2 separate regions of the Ovis aries genome follow, and region 1 is linked to region 2. The links are chromatin contacts, called in public Hi-C maps. All regions are on one chromosome and are shown on one strand. Each heading gives the region's core, a stretch centred on a gene start, on an enhancer-like site or on the middle of the called end of the contact. The rest is flanking DNA. Distances are from core to core; before and after follow the strand shown.

What was found. Hi-C and Micro-C count contacts between places; a contact is called where the count stands out from the background.
Region 1: a contact with region 2 is called in a Hi-C map of tail adipose tissue, with 6 times the contacts expected there. The contact joins the promoter of MAF here to the enhancer-like site in region 2. A contact is called at or near these places in 5 of 16 Hi-C or Micro-C datasets (blood, hypothalamus, muscle and 2 more).

The regions. Positions count from the first base shown.
Region 1 is chr14:6,020,514-6,025,288 of ARS-UI_Ramb_v3.0, reverse strand. It overlaps MAF (MAF bZIP transcription factor), which reads left to right and starts at 2,913. Exons shown (of 1, transcript XM_027977649.3): 1 at 2,913-4,775. The coding sequence starts at 3,797.
Region 2 is chr14:5,073,713-5,079,119 of ARS-UI_Ramb_v3.0, reverse strand. All of the region lies in intron 7 of WWOX (WW domain containing oxidoreductase), which reads right to left. Among named protein-coding and RNA genes, the nearest start is that of TRNAY-GUA, 270 kb to the right of the region's middle. Within about 2 kb of position 2,274, at least 6 of the 54 cell types and tissues checked have an H3K27ac peak or open chromatin away from gene starts, as enhancers often do. A contact at or near this core is called in tail adipose tissue, where this site is marked.

The sequences.
Region 1 (4,775 bases), core at 1,664-4,163, 950 kb before region 2:
AATTAGGTGCATGGCCATGAATCTGTATCTCATGATCTTCGTCATTAGTGAACTTTGTTTATAAATGTTGTTTATAAATGTAGCAGTTTCAGTGTTCCTGACCAAAAATACTTTCATGAACGGCAGGGATCATCTCTCACAGCTTTTACCAAAAATCTGATGCAAAAGGATTAAAGCAAAAATTCTAATAAAAACGTGAATTAATTATTCCTAAGTATACTGAAATTCATATTTTACATTAAAATATAAACTTCAGGCATTTGTGGCTAATAACTTTAAAAAGACTTAGAAAAATATTGCTATGGACAATGCTAATGACATAATATGTTGATGTAATTTAAGCAGTAAATTTTTCCCCTGAATACATAAGCTGTAATCCCTTAACTTCATTACTAGGTGAAATACTGTTTGAAAGAGAAAAGCAAAGAGATTCTGTGAGGCTGCATAAATATTGACATAATCTTCACTCTTTCTTCCCCAAACTGGTTATGGACATATCTCATTCCATCCCAACAAAGTACTCCCATAAAGCCCAAGCTACTCTTATAAACATCATCTCTGCAGTAATGATGAAAAGAAAAGTGCTTTTCTGGAAAATACCAACAGTGCTGGCCTTTTAGGATAACGACTTGCCTGCAAGCCTTTTGGGGAGTCTCTCCTTAGGGATTCCCGGGTTTGCTGAAACCCAAGGCTGCCAGCATGAGGGAAATGAACACAAGTCTAATCTGGTGTCTGAAGCCAATGAGTGACACCTAAGGTCTCATTATAAATAGTAAAGTATGCAGTCGGGTGGGTGAGAGCATTCTGAAGTGCAATGTTCAAGAAGCTGGCTTAATATATGACTAAGTGTCAGAAGTCAGGTTTTCTGAGAATTACTTTTCAGATAAACAACTTTATAGCACTGCACTTAATCTTACTTACTAGAGACATCTCATTTATCACTGAATTACAAGTAACTTTAATTCTATTGATATTGCCATAAAGCCCGTTGAAAATGCATCCTGGCACTTTTTAAAGAGGTTTGGGGCCCTGTTTGTTACACGGGATCCTCTTGCATAAGTCTCCCGGGTCCCCTGGCCTCTTTCTCCACAGTCAAAGGGGTCGGCGGGGGAAAAAAATGTTTCCCGCACCTGCCAGCACTGCCTTCAGCCCCTTTCCTGACAAAGTCAGGTTCTCCCACTTGCAGCCAAACCAATTTTCCGCCCCTCTTTCCTCCTCCCACCTAGGGAAACCAGCTTCTTTTCATTTCATCAACAAAACTGGACACGGATCAATTTCAACTGACCTTTGCCGAAAGGTGGCGCTGTTGAGGTAAGAACCAACTCGGTCCAACAATAGTTTTCCCTCTTCGACCGTTCTGCAGGCTTTTCAGATTTTTTTTTTTAATGCACCCTCCTAGCGTCTCCCCCTCCCATAAAATAAGATAAATATGATTAACACCAAGTGCATTTCATTAATTGGAGGAATCAACAGTCCAACATCCAGGCAGGCAGGCTGGTCTTCCAAACGCTGGGTCGGCTCCGCGCCCTCTTGCTTTCCCTCAAATAAATCTCGGCTTCTCCATCTGGCCTATCGCTTTAAAATCTTAGAAACAGAGTTGCTGGTTCTTTCTTTCTTTTTTTTTTTTTCCTTCCTTTTTCTTTTCTTTCTTTTTCTTTTTTTTTTTTTTGCAAAGATTTAGAAGAATCGATCGAGAAAACTGAACAGTTAGTTATTAGCATCTGCAACACCCCCAAGGGGGAGAAGCAGCCCCTACTCCCGTCCTCCCCATCCCCCACTCTGGGTTTCCGGACCCGTCCCAGAAACCGCGGTTTAAAACTTAACCCTTCGAGGGGAGCTGGTGAAGGCTGGGCTATTGGTTCTTTTTTCGCCCCCGTTCCTCCCCACGATCAAGTCTGAAATAATTAAGCGAAATGTAAAAGTGCAAAGGGCGCGCAGGACCCTGATAAACAGGAGTCAGGTTTCATAAGGGGGTGGATGAGTATGTGCGTGTGTGTGTGAGAAAGAGAAGTGAGCCTCAAAGGCCAGACTCGGGCCAGAGTCAGAGGCCCGAGGGTGAGGAGCCGGGCTGACCTGACACCGAGCTTTCCCGGAGTTAATTCGCGTTCGCACCCCCCAGCCAAGGACGGGAGAAGCCAGCGGGCAGCCAGCCCCCGCGCGGAATGGCCCCTGAGCAACTCATTTCAAATCCTTTAAAAGAGGCTGATAAAACGGGCTCTCTCTCTCCGCGGACTTGGAGCCGCCCTGGCAAGCGCGCGGCCGGGCGAGGTCAAGCGCGCAGTGGGGACCCCTGCGCCCCCACGCGCGCGGGTGCGCGCGGGCACCGGGGAGAGGGACAAAGAGTTGGGGCCAAGTTTGCGCTCGGGGCATTGCCAGGCACCGGGGAAGGAAGGTTCCCCCCGGGCGGAAACCTGGGTGCCCTAAGGTGGAGCAAGGAGAAAAAGCTGCCAGGCGAATTCACGATCCTTGCGGGGGTGTGTGTCGGGGGTGGGGGGGGCGGTCAGGAAGGAGTTGGCGGGGAGCAGGCCAACCGTGGCCGAGCGAGTGGCAGGCGAGCTGGGGCTCCGGAAGGCAGGCCTCTCTAGCTCCGAAGTAAAGCAAACCGTCCTCGCTGTCCACCCGGGTTCCCGCAGCCCCTCCGGAAAACTCCGTCCCCTCTTGCACCAAACTTTGCTCTGGTCTTTGCAACCTCGCGCGGAGGCTGCGGCTTGGGAAGGGTTAAGACTGCCCGTCCCAGCTGACAGTCAGCTGATTGGGCCCTGATTGACAGCTCGGAAAAGTTTCCTTGTTTCTCGACTCCTATGCTAATCGCGGGCGCTCCCGCTGCCTCCCATTGGTCCGGAGTACCAGTCAATTTCCCATTTGGGCCTGACGTCACGAGTGCTATAAAACTCAGCAATAGCTTTAAACTCTTCTTGCTGGATCAGAGGCTTTAAAATCTTTTTTTTTTCATCTTCGAGCCGTATAGCTCCGGCTGCTCGTCTGCGCGGTCTCCCCTCTTTTGCTCTGCGCCTCGCCTTTTCCCCAGGACTTCGCTATTTCGCTTTAAAAGAAAAAAAAAAAAGCAAGAAAGAACTCAACTCCCCCCCCCCCCTTTCCTCCAGCCCGGCTGCACCTCTGTCTTGCACTTTGCACGGAGGGAGGAAGAGCGCGAGGTTGAGCGAGAGGAGAGAAAAAAAAAATTTTTTTTTAAATTAAAAAAGAGCCAGGCAGAAGAGGAGGCGAGAAGCATGAAGTGTTAACTCCCCGGTGCCAAGGCCTGCGCCGCCCGGACAGCCGCCCGCCGCGCCTGCAGCCCCGAACGGCAGCCGCGCGCGCCCCGCCTGCAGCCGGGGCCAGCAAGCCGAGCCGAGCCCTCCTTATGCAAAGCGCGCAGCGGAGCGGCGAGCGGGGGACGCCGCGCACCCAGCCGGGCTCCTCCGGCTTCGCCGCCGCCGCCGCCACCGCCACCGCAGCCCGCGGAGGACCTTCCCGAGCCTGAAGCCGCCGACTCGGCGCGCTAGGAGGCGAGCAGGCGAGGAGGGGCCGGGGCGAGCGAGCGAGCACATTGGCGTGAGCCGGGGCGGGGGGGAGGGAGGGCGGGCGCGGGGGGCGCGGGCAGGGCGGCGGGGGTGTGTGTGTGTGTGTGTGTGCGCGCTCGGAGGTTTCGGGCCAGCCACCGCCGCGCAAGCTAGAAGCGCCCCAGCCCGGCAAGCTGGCTCACCCGCTGGCCACCCAGCACAGCCCGCTGGCCCCTCTCCTGCAGCCCATCTGGCGGAGCGGCGGCGGCGGCGGCGGCGGCGGCGGCGGCAGGAGAATGGCATCGGAACTGGCAATGAGCAACTCCGACCTGCCCACCAGTCCCCTGGCCATGGAATATGTTAATGACTTCGATCTGATGAAGTTTGAAGTGAAAAAGGAGCCGGTGGAGACCGACCGCATCATCAGCCAGTGCGGCCGTCTCATCGCCGGGGGCTCACTGTCCTCCACCCCCATGAGCACGCCGTGCAGCTCGGTGCCGCCTTCGCCCAGCTTCTCGGCGCCCAGCCCGGGCTCAGGCAGCGAGCAGAAGGCGCACCTGGAAGATTACTACTGGATGACCGGCTACCCGCAGCAGCTGAACCCCGAGGCGCTGGGCTTCAGCCCCGAGGACGCGGTCGAGGCGCTCATCAGCAACAGCCACCAGCTCCAGGGCGGCTTCGATGGCTACGCGCGCGGGGCGCAGCAGCTGGGCTCGGCGGCCGGGGCCGGCGCCGGCGCCTCCCTGGGCGGCAGCGGCGAGGAGATGGGCCCCGCCGCCGCCGTGGTGTCCGCCGTGATCGCCGCGGCCGCCGCGCAGAGCGGCGCGGCGCCGCATTACCACCACCACCACCACCACCACCACGCCGCCGGCCACCACCACCACCCGACGGCCGGCGCGCCGGGCGCCGCGGGCAGCGCGTCCGCCTCGGCCGGGGGCGCGGGCGGCTCGGGCGGCGGCTCGGGCGGCCCGGCCAGCGCCGGGGGCGGCGGCGGCGGCGGGGGCGGCGGCGGCGGCGGCGGGGGCGCGGCGGGGGCGGGGGGCGCCCTGCACCCTCATCACGCCGCGGCCGGCGGCCTGCACTTCGACGACCGCTTCTCCGACGAGCAGCTGGTGACCATGTCGGTGCGCGAGCTGAACCGGCAGCTGCGCGGGGTCAGCAAGGAGGAGGTGATTCGGCTGAAGCAGAAAAGGCGGACCCTGAAAAACCGCGGCTATGCCCAGTCCTGCCGCTTCAAGCGGGTGCAGCAGAGGCACGTCCTGGAGTCCGAGAAGA
Region 2 (5,407 bases), core at 1,025-3,524:
CAACTCTTGGAGTTTACTCAGACTCATGTCCATTGAGTCGGTGACGCCATCCAACCATTTGATCCTGTCATCCCCTTCTCCTCCCATCTTCAATCTTTCCCAGCATCAGGGTCTTTTCCAATGAGTCTGTTCTTCATGCTGGGTGGCCAAGGTATCAGAGTTTCAGCCTTAGCATCAGTTCTTCCAATGAATATTCAGGACTGATTTCCTTTAGGACAGACTGACTGGATCTCCTTGCAGTCCAAGGGCCTCTCAAGAGTCTTCTCCAACACCATAGTCCAAAAGCATCAATTTCTCAGCACTCGGCTTCCTTTATAGTCCAACTCTCACATCCATACGTGACTACTGGAAAAACCATAGCTTTGACTACACGGACCTTTGTTGGAAAAGTAATGTCTCTGCTTTCTAATATGCTGTCTAGGTTGGTCATAGCTTTTCTTCCAAGGAGCAAGCATCTTTTAATTTCATGGCTGCAGTCACCATCTGCAGTGATTTGGGAGCCCAAGAAAATAAAGTCTGTCACTGTTTTCATTGTTTCCCCATCTATTTGCCATGAAGTGATGGGACCAGATGCCATGATCTCAGTTTTCTAAATGTTGAGTTTTAAGCCAACTTTTTCACTCTCCTCTTTCACTTTCATCAAGAGGCTGTTTAATTCTTCTTCACTTTCTGCCATAAGGGTGGTGTCATCTGCATGTCTGAGGTTATTGATATTTCTCCCAGCAATCTTGATTTTAACTTGTGCTTCATCCTGCATATAAGTTAGGTATATACAGCCTTGACGTACTCCTTTCCTGATTTGGAACTAAGTCTGTTGTTCAATGCCCAGTTCTAACTGTTGCTTCCTGACCTGCATACAGATTTCTCAGGAGGCAGGTCAGGTGGTCTGGTATGCCCATCTCTTGAAGAATTTTCCACAGTTTGCTGTGGTCCACACAGTCAAAGAGCATAGTCAATAGAGCAGAAGTAGATATTTTTCTGGAACTCTCTCACTTTTTCGATGATCCAACGGATGTTTGTAATTTGATTACATAACTCCATTTATAGGAAATGTTCAGAACTGGCAAACCCATCAAGACAGATTCCAAGGGCTGGAAGAAGGGGTGTTTGGGATGACGGCTAGGGAGTGTGGATCTTCTTGGGCTAATTAAAATGTTCTAAAATTGGTGGTGGTGATGGATGGATGCACAATGCTGTGGATATACCAAGAAAATACTTAAGTTTACACTTTACATGGATGAACTGTGGACTGGTACATTGTGTGTGAATAAAGCTGTTTTGGTTTTTTGTTGTTGTTGTTGTTAATGGATATTGGAGAGCAAAGGGCAGGCAGGCCCTGCAAAGTTCTAATGGACATAAAAGTGTTCCAGGGAGACAGAAGATGAGGAAAGGGTAACAGCCTCCAGAGAAGCACAGAAAAACTCTGCATCAAGCAGGAAGCCCAATGTGGCTTTTTCAAAGGGGAACTGACTCTGCTCCACGCTCCCAAAAACTTTCCACAGAAAACTCCAGTAGGACATCTCTCTCTCTCTTTCTCTCTCTCTCTCTCTGAGAGATCTGGGTTCAATCAGCCTGGAGCATCACTATTTATAAAGAATTTCCCAGCGGTCTTAGTGCACAGCCAAAGCTGAGTACCACTGTTTGGGAAGAGAGCCAGCTACAAAGCCGGAGTACAATGAGGAGAGAAGCTGGGCGAGGCGGAGCCGGCATTCATTCGACTCAGCATCATGGCCTCTACTTTGCATTCTGCCCTACCTCCCACGCTCCTATCCAGACCCCTGTGTGTGGCTGTGGCCGGCGGGCTGTGGTCGTCCTCAGCCCCACCATCTGATGGTTTGTACCGATAATGCCGAAATGTTTACACAAACACAGATATCTGAACTGACCTGTCTGCCTCTTTTTTCTTTTACAACAGACAGGCAGTCTTCCAAAAACTTCTTCATGATACCAAAAAAAAAAAAAAAAAAAAAAAAATCTATGCAGAGGGGAGGGTGCTTATGTTCCAAGTTTAAAATTCTGTGGGCATTGATAGAGAACCTCAGCTGCTGGCACCCAGTTGACCCTCTGCCCTGCCTGACACTGCTGACCACTTGAGGATAAAAAGCCTCACCCCATCCCCACCCCCGCAGGGCTGCTCACATCTCCCTGGCTGGCTTTTACTCCAGCCTAAACATCAGCAAGCCTGAGTGTGGTATCTCCTTTGCTCACTGCCTAGCGGAGGACAGCCTCTGGCTTTGAATCCTTTCTTCTGGAACTTCTTGGAGCCAGAAAACACCAATTCCCTTCGGGGCCCGCGCGGGTGTGGTCACACGCGTTCTCTCTGGGTCTGTCCTGGCTGATGACAACTTTGGAAAACATTGCCTGAATAATTCATCATACAGAGAAAAAAAAAAGCTTTGGGATTAAATGATATGACTGGAGCTTCCAGCACAAACATCCGTGTGTTCTCAAAAGAGTCAGTCCAGCTGGACGGCGGCAGTTGGGAAATAATCGAGGACACCCAAAATGAACTCCCCCTTTTGTAATCGGTCATGAGGCATCCGCTCACCCCGTCACACGGCCGCTCGGGTGTCTGTCTCAGCCAGGCGCTCTGATACCATGTACCTGGAACATCCTGCCAGGGGTCTGCCTGACTTAGTGGAATGGCACCCACTCAGTGAGCAGCACGCAATATGTTCTTTAGAGAGACAGAAGGGGGAAAGACAGGAACGAGAGAAGGAGAGGTGAGAGGGAGGGAGAAGTGTGAAAATGTTGGCTACGTTTTCTGCGCAGTGAAGCTGAACGGCCATGGGGGCCGATTCAATTTAATCTCGGCAACCAGGATGGAGATTTAACACCCACACTAAATGCCAAGCAACCCATACAGTTGTCTCAAAGGCCCGTCTTTTCCCCGCTGCACACACACTCGCAAACACAATCAGTATCGCGGGGACTGTCAGCAGAAGCTCACCCAGGCTGCTGCTGCAAAGCTGCAGAGGGTTCAGCTGGAGCTCCCGCGTTGGCACCACGCACCAGACCCTCAAGAGGCGCTTCCCACCTCTCTTGCCTGCTCCTCTGTTTCACTGTTTTGTTTTTTTTTTTACTTGTTATTCTTCATCCTTGTGCGAAATCAAAGTTTCGACCCACTTCCTCCCTTCTGCCTGTCTTAGCTCCATCCTAAAAGACTCAAGGCAGTGAAAATGGCCAGGATGTGGGACTACGTAATCCCAGCTAGCCAAAAGCAAGAAAGGCTGTTTACAGCACATAGAGAGGAAAAGTGAGGGAAGAACCCAACCCCGTGGCATGAAACCCCAAGGTCTCGACGTCCAGAGAAAACGGCCCCTGGGCTGCCTGGACTGGCGTCTGCTCCCAGGCCCACCCCATGGATAAGCTTTACCCCTGCTGCTGTCGAGTCCTGTGCTGGAGACGGGCGGATAAAGCCCGGCCCTCGCTCGCGACGACGCTGAGCCTGGAGGCGAGAGGTTGGCGAGCCAAGCCGCCCGGCTCGGGCGAGCAGCGGTCCGAGGGGAGCCGGGAGCGGGTCTGAGCGGCGATGCAGGGGGCCCTCCGTACCCAGCACCCGAGTCTCGCCGCTCGCCACAGCTCAGCAAAGCCCCACCCGTCCCACCGGTCCTTCCGGAGAGCCAGCTCAGGTGAAAGGCAGAGAGGCGGCACGGGGGCCAAGAGGAAGGAAAACAGCAGGGGCTGGCGGGGAGGCAGGGCTCCCCGAGGACCAGTCCCTCCCGGAGAGGCAGCGCCGTGTGTGGGAGGCCCGTCCAGCGGGGAGCAAGGCGGGCGCCAGAGAACACCACCGCCGCCCCGAGCGCAGGCTTCACAGCGGAGCCGGAGCCGAGGCCCACGCCCCGCCCTGGACCCCGGGAACTGTTCCCAGCGAGGCACGCGCCATTTCTCACACGCAAGGCAAGAGGCCCAGATGGTTGTTAGACTTGGTAAAATTCAGTTTTAATCAAACTCGGTTAATTATTGACTCAACGAGGATGAAACTAGAATAAAATCATTTTTGCCTTGAGCCAAACTATTAAGAAGCCTCATATAGTTAATAGACTAAAAGGCCTCAGAATTATTCCTTTCGCCTCCGTGATATTCAATCTAAACTCAATCATTATTGCGCTTATCTCTCAATGCCAATGAAGGAGAGACGGATGGCTGAGGACTTTGAATTTAAGAGAAAAAAGGACGCGGAATCACCATGCCAAACACCGCCATGCTCTTCCACTGAGGCAGCAAGACAGCATAACATCCCTGCTAGGCTTTTCTTATCACAGAAGGCTCCCAATTTTTGCATGTCACTTAACTTCCCTTTAAGCCGAACGTATGCAGCCTTTTCTGTCTCTGAACCATTCCCTCACCCAGCACTAGCATTATGCATACGCCACGCAAAGAGAAACGGCAAGCGTTTTATTTATCACAAATTCTGTGGGCAGGGCATGTGAAGCTTGGAAAAGGTGTCCCTCCAGCAAACCTCGCCCCAAGGTGGGTGGAGACGTGTTACCTTCACCCCTTACTTTATAAGCTCTGATAGTACTAGAGTGAGCCCCACCAACGACCGGGTAAAATTTACAAAGCAGTACGAGTAAGCCTTCAATCACAAGGTAGAAAGTCTAACAAAGCTGTTTCTACTCTCTTTAGGTCGATGACCCTTGACAATTTTCTAAAAATATCGAATTTTCTTGAAACATCTTTTTCGCAAGTTTTACTACTGGCAGCATATAATTAGTCTACCTTTTATTTTTTGCCTTTTCTGAAGTGTAATACTTCAGTGTCTGGTGAAAGACAGTCAAGAGTGATGCCTTGGGACCCAGGCACTGCCCCCGCAATGCAGTGCTGGGCATCCACACCAAGGGGATGCTATAATCAGGAAGGCGGCTAGATTCAATCAAGTAAGTACATCAAATATGCAGTAAGGTGTTGGTGGAGGGCAATAATAAGCTACTATTTCTGCCCACAAACCAATTATCCTAATGCCCATTTGCTATTTCAATAATTACGGTCATTGGCATATCCCCCAAACAGACCCATGGCTTAAAATTAGGTGGCCTCATGAGCATAAAACATATGAACTGAGAACCCACTACCTTAGTCTCAGATCTCTCCTGATGGCCAGTGGTCACAGTAAGACGTGACCAGTGAAAAATTCCAGCTTCAGTTCCCAGCAAACTGCCAGACTCCGCACAGATGTGCTTGTTTCAGAGGTAAATATGCTTCGCCACTTATCTCAGACTTTTATATAAGTGTGATTATTTAAAACTCACAATGAAAAACAAACCTTGGAAAATCAAGCAGACACCGCTACACTACTATTTAGGATGACAAGCCAGAACACTGCCTGGCCAAGTGCTGGCCAGGGTGTGGGCTAAGGACAACCCTTGCTCACTGCTTGAGGGGATGCGAAATTGGCCAGCCGTTG